Linked DNA regions of Mus musculus: region 1 is linked to region 2. Evidence: chromatin contacts called from public HiChIP or PLAC-seq data. All regions are on one chromosome and are shown on one strand. The core of a region is the stretch at or near the end of the contact, and the rest is flanking DNA. Distances in the headings are between cores, read along the strand shown.

Region 1 (2,726 bases), core at 217-2,716, 380 kb before region 2:
TGGTTCTAACCAGTGACAAGGGACAGGTGCAGACTCACCATCAGAAATCTCCATCTCATATGGGGAGGGCCTCCTCTTCACCCGGTTGTTGTTGGTGAACATGGGGAAGGCATCCGGTTCCCCAAAGAACCCACTATGGAAAGAGAAGGTAGATCACAATGAGGTTAAAGACAAAAAGACTCCTTAGATGGATTCTCCCTGTGTGTCTTCAGTCCCCTCCTGCTAAGGCACCCCCTGCTCCTGCACACTTAAAATGCAGATTGAATTGAGTATGCATGCATTCACAGAAGCGAAGAGGGTGAATATATGGAACAATACATAAATGGGAGGGGCAAGGCGGCGTATTCCTGTGCTGAAGTACACACACACACACACACACACACACACACACACACACACACACACACAAAATCTCCTTCAATCCTGGTAGACCTTTGCTCAGAGACAAGTACCTACACAGGACAACACGTGAGGGATGGAAGTGCTAGTAGAGAACTCCCACACCACAAAGGGTCTCACATTGTCCCCTCAGACCTCACCGACCATCACTCTCTGATCACAGATCGGCACCACCCCCCACCTCCCACTCACCAACCCTTGACAGCGCTCCCTACTGCTCTACCATCGTGTTGTCCTATAATTCTTTCCTACCGCCTGTCCTACACTCTGCTGGCCATTCAGCTTCCCTCACCACAGGGCCCAGCAAGGAGACCAACCACGCAGGTAAGGGACAGAAGGATTAGGAGCGGATGACAGTGTCGCTCACTGCATCCTAGCAGAGGCTGAGAAGAGCTGCCCTCAGCAACGGCCTTAGATCTTTCTCTCCAGCCTGTCCACCCACCGCGGCAGCTTCCTGAAGAGTTCACCCTTTGTGGCGAACCTCACCTCTGCTGCAGAGGGGCATTCAGACACTGGCCCAGAACTCATATTAAAGAATCCCGCCTACTCAACAGTAGTCAGCAACCTCTGCAGCTTTTTACACTCACCCACAGACCCGCACCCTCAACAGTGCAGGCGACCACCCCCGGTTTCTACACAACTGTCGTCCCCTGACCACCGGTCCTTCCTGACAGTCTGTCTCACAGGGGACCCCTTTCCCACTAGCGGGAGGGTTGCGGGAGAGACTCTGGTCTCTGGGCTCGTTCCTCTTGGAATCTTAAGCCACCACCCCCTCCTCTCGACCCTCGCCTGCACCCAGAACGCCGCAGGGGACCGGGATGCTCACCTGCCTAGTGAGGCGAGCGGCTGGCTAAGGCTATAGAGCAGCGCTCGGCCGGGGCCGGCAGGGGCTGCCAGCGCGGGCGGGCTCAGCTGCACCATGCGGCCGTCTCCAGGCAGCTCTGCAGGAGCCGAGGCGGGCGCGGGCGCCGGGGCGGGTCCGGGAGGTCTGCACAGCTCGGTGGTGGGCACCCGAAGGCGAGCTTCGGCTGCTACTGCGTCGCGGCCCTTTAAGTCCCTCGCGGCACCGCCCCCACTGGCAGGGCCGCCCCCCGCGCCGCTGCGCGCTCCTAGCTCGATGACGGGGGGCTCAGCCGGGGCTGCGCGGCTCGTCTCCTTGGCGACGCCGTTGAGCAGGACTAGGTGCGGGGGGGCCATGCGGGCCTCGGCCGCGTCCTGTCCCTCTAGTTGCGGGTCACTGCGTGCCGCCTCGCTCGGCGGCCGCTCCGTCATCCTGTAACAGGGTAAGGGGCAGAGAGGAGATCACGCACTGAAACCTGAAAAGCGGACAGGACAAACTCAGCACCACGTGGACGCACACCCCAACCCTGCTGGCGTGAAGGCCCGCAGGCCTGGAGCTGGAGCAATGTGGGGGTGTCTCTAGATTGGAAGAAAAGGGTGGGACAAGCCCGGAAGGCACAGTGTCCAAGGGTAGGAATTGTGCTGGAGAAAGATGGCAGAAACCTTGGGAGAAAAGGAATACAGGCAGAGAGACAAAAATCGACGGGAAAAAGGAGGAAGGAAATGCACAGAGAAGAGAAAGATCACCCAGTCCCTCCTTCTTAGGCCACAGGGGAAGGGGAGGGAACTAATCCCCCGAGCAAGCGTGTCCTTCCCGCCCCCCTTTTGGTTTTGGCGGGGAATCTGTCCAGTGCTATAGGAACCCTCTCCCGATCTACTGCTACACACATGCGCTGCAAATATACACCCAGAAAGACTATGGTGGTGAAGTAGGGTGTGGAAGCTGCAAGAACTCTGCTCTATTCAACCAAGGATGTCAGAAATATTCCCGGCCAAGAGGAAAGCAGCCTACACTAAGCAAACCCACCGTTGTATTCTGCAAGTAGCTACCCTATCATAAGAAAGGGAGTCAAGGACTGAAGCTAATCCTGGATTCTGGTCCTACTACCCTTCACACTCCACCCCATTCTGCTCAGCTGGACTCTTAAGACTTGGGAAAGTGCTCCAGAAGTCACTAGAATCTGGGCTCCCCTCCTGATGGAGAAAATATAAAGAAAGCTCTTCCTTGAATTATTCCAATGAAGTGTCCTCTTCCCCCCCACACACACACACCATACACCTTGGTATTCTCAATACACAGAACTCGGATCTCACTGGGTTTTTTTTTTATAGATTTAATATGCAAAAATTATATATATACATATATATGTATATGTATACACACACACACACACACACACACACACACACACTGTGGCTGCCTTCAGACACACTAGGAGAGGGCATCAGATCCCATTACAGATGGTTCTGAGCCACCATGTGGTTGT
Region 2 (2,833 bases), core at 226-2,725:
AAAGTTTTCAATCTAATAAAAAGCATTGACTGCAGAGCAAAAATAACGCACACAGAAGAGTTTGTTTTGGATCTAGGTTTTACTAATGTCCCCTCATTACAAAATGGTTCCAGTTACAAAACAATTCAGAGACTGCCACATTAATAAACAGCTTGTCTTTCTGAAGGGTCAGGGAGTGCATGGGCGCGTGCACACGCGTACACACACACACACACACACACAGGTGCATGAATGCCCACATGATCAGTGATTCCAGAAGAAGGAGCTTGGTACAAATTGCAAATTGCACTTACACCTTGGTAAAGAAGAAAAGCCTCCAGACTGAGATGGGGCAAAGCACCTGAAGTTTATTCAGGCTCACCTGATCCAAGAATTCTAAATAATGTGCGAACTGTAGCCAGCTGGAATCCACATGGTATTCTAGATCTCACTTTCCTTAAGTTTTTTTTTGTTGTTGTTGATGTTTTGGTTTGGTTTGGTTTTTTGTTTGTTTGTTTGTTTGTTTGTTTTTGGTTTCAGTGTCCTCTGAGGATCTCAGGATTTCTCTAGTAAATCCTGGGCACTTATTATTTGTTCTCAAGTATTCTTCTCTTTTTTTTTTCTGTAGGAAATAGTTACTAGATCTAATATTGATCAGCAATGGAAAGATTCCAAACCGGAGTTAGAACCCGACAAGCTGGGAGCTGTGCTTTGCACATCCCTGTAAAAGAGTAACTAGTCATAGGATCCACTGGGGCATTTGCAAGACAGCCAAATGAGCGCATCGTAGGGTGGGCAGGTGGTGATGATGTTTCTGATCAGTGGCTTCTAAATGACCTTCACATTTGCAAAGTGCTGGTCAGTGAATCTGCCCCCACACTAGTCCCCAAACAGTTATTTTTACTGTCACTGCTCATTTTCACCCAAGTGCTTGCTTATTCGATTGCTTTGTTTTCTGCCCCCACAACTGGAGTTTTCACTAGGGAGGAAATAGAACTCTGCTTGCTTTTGTAGATGGCTTGGGCTCTGGGGCTCCTAGGGCTCCTAGCCTGACTGGTCAGTTTGGGGAAGTCTCAGCATATCTTCATAAGTCAGCTTAGGGAAGCAGATCACAGACCTGAGGCTAGTCCCTGCCTCTGTGGTGGTGGGATAGGGGTTTTGTTCTGCAGGGCACATTTGGAAGCTGGTTGTACTCTATCTGTGGCACCCCACTATATCTGATCCCCACTATATCTGATCCCTAACTCTGCCATGTGTACTGGGATGAGAGTCAGGACATACACATGGAGCCAGGGTTCCAGAGCCTCTGTTCCACCAGTCTGCTCAGCATTGGCTTGAAATGGGGTTAGTTTCTCAAATGGACAAGGGGAAGGGAACGAATGTATCTTCTCTCTGCAGTGGCTCCGGGTCCTGCTCTGGTCTGCCCTTCCCTTCCCCGAAGCCTTGATGTCCACATGAAATTTTTTTTTTAAAGGACAAAATTTCTAGTGTTGGGTCTGGGCCTAGTTTTTCAGGGAACACTGAATTGCCCATCTCTGCACAACTGAAGGACCCAGAGGTTCGTTCTGGCCACTCATTCTACCTCCTATCTCTGCTACATACCCCTAGAGCCTTGGCTGGCCCCGCCTGGTAGTGACCACTGCCCGCTGCTCTCTCCTTTCCACCTTCCCAAGGCCTGGATGGCCTTTGAGTAAACAGATAGCCCAGCGAGGTGTGTGATCAATTAGCTTTGCTGAAAATACAATCATTTTGTTATTCCAAGCTGATGAGGAGGCCTCTTCGGCTTGCTCTCCCAGCCTCCACATGCCAATCAGCCCGTGTCACCGATATAATTTTCCACATAAACACAACCTTTGTGCAACATCTACTCTTGTAAATAGATGTAATTCCCTAACCAAATAGCGCACTTGGAGGGGAAATGGATATTATGCATGCAAAAAGAAAAGCTGGTGATTTTTACACTTTCCAGGCAACAAAAGATTACCCCTAATTGCAAATGGGGAGGGGGGATTAGGGGAGGGCACAAGGGGGAGGGGGAGGTGCTGGGAGGCTGGAGAGGCCTGCTTTCAGGAAGATTCTCTCTCTCTCTCTCTCTCTCTCTCTCTCTCTCTCTCTCTCTCTCTCTGTGTGTGTGTGTGTGTGTGTGTGTGTGTGTGTGTGTGTGTGAAGACCACCAGAAACTGCTTAACCCGGGATTTGTCCTGTTTAGGCAGTGCGGAGAACGTGGTTGTTGTTGCTGTTGATATCTGAAAGGAAACGGAGATACTTAATTATAAGGTTTGGTCTCTCTTGCCAGGAGAGACCCCTCTGTACCCTAAACTATACACATCCTGTCGGAGCATTTCCCCCCTGCATCCCTGCTCGGAACAGCTTCGGTGGGCTGTGGACCGCGAGTCCCTTTGTAATGCACTGGTGTGTCTCTCTCAGTGTTCTGCTCATTTCCGTAGATTCCTAAATTAGACCTTGAAAGCAGCGGAAGTTGCCAGGCAGCTAGGGACTGAGCGCACCGCAGAACCCACTGTGTAATCCCAGCCAGGTCCCGGCACTCTGAGTGCTGAAAAGAAGTCTGAGATATCCCCGCCTGAGCCTCTTCCCGGTGCCCCCTGGTGCACAGGAGTGGAAAAGCCCTTTGAGTCTTGCTCAGTCTGCCTATGGTCCTGGGCTGACTGTGGTTGTAGAAGGAGTTCTCCCAAAGGGAGTTGGTGGCCAACAGGACTCCCCAGGGTGGCTGAGTGGCTCCGTCCAGGCTAGGCAGTACCTCTGGACTCTACCTCTGTACATCTGAAAGATCACAAGATCGCAGAAGATGTCATTGCAAAGGTGCTTTAGTAGCAGGTGAGAGATGACATCTTGG

What was found. HiChIP or PLAC-seq counts read pairs in DNA pulled down with a chosen protein or histone mark.
Region 1: an H3K4me3 HiChIP or PLAC-seq map of embryonic basal ganglia shows a contact between it and region 2, with 4 times the contacts expected there. The contact joins two enhancer-like sites. A contact is called at or near these places in 1 of 39 promoter capture datasets (hippocampal neurons), 6 of 484 Hi-C or Micro-C datasets (cardiomyocytes, embryonic stem cells, germline stem cells and 1 more), 3 of 115 datasets of contacts at active chromatin or transcription factors (embryonic basal ganglia, embryonic hindbrain and embryonic midbrain) and 2 of 9 other capture datasets (embryonic stem cells and liver).

What each region holds. Positions count from the first base shown.
Region 1 is chr4:115,062,076-115,064,801 of GRCm38.p6, reverse strand. It overlaps Tal1 (T cell acute lymphocytic leukemia 1), which reads right to left. Exons shown (of 5, transcript NM_001287388.1): 3 at 1,226-1,672; 4 at 39-133. The coding sequence starts at 1,671. Among named protein-coding and RNA genes, the nearest start is that of Gm33786, 4.1 kb to the right of the region's middle. Within about 2 kb of position 1,466, at least 109 of the 459 cell types and tissues checked have an H3K27ac peak or open chromatin away from gene starts, as enhancers often do. A contact at or near this core is called in embryonic basal ganglia, where this site is marked.
Region 2 is chr4:114,685,368-114,688,200 of GRCm38.p6, reverse strand. All of the region lies in intron 1 of Gm33655 (a long non-coding RNA gene), which reads left to right. Among named protein-coding and RNA genes, the nearest start is that of Gm12829, 6.4 kb to the right of the region's middle. Within about 2 kb of position 1,475, at least 31 of the 459 cell types and tissues checked have an H3K27ac peak or open chromatin away from gene starts, as enhancers often do. A contact at or near this core is called in embryonic basal ganglia, where this site is marked.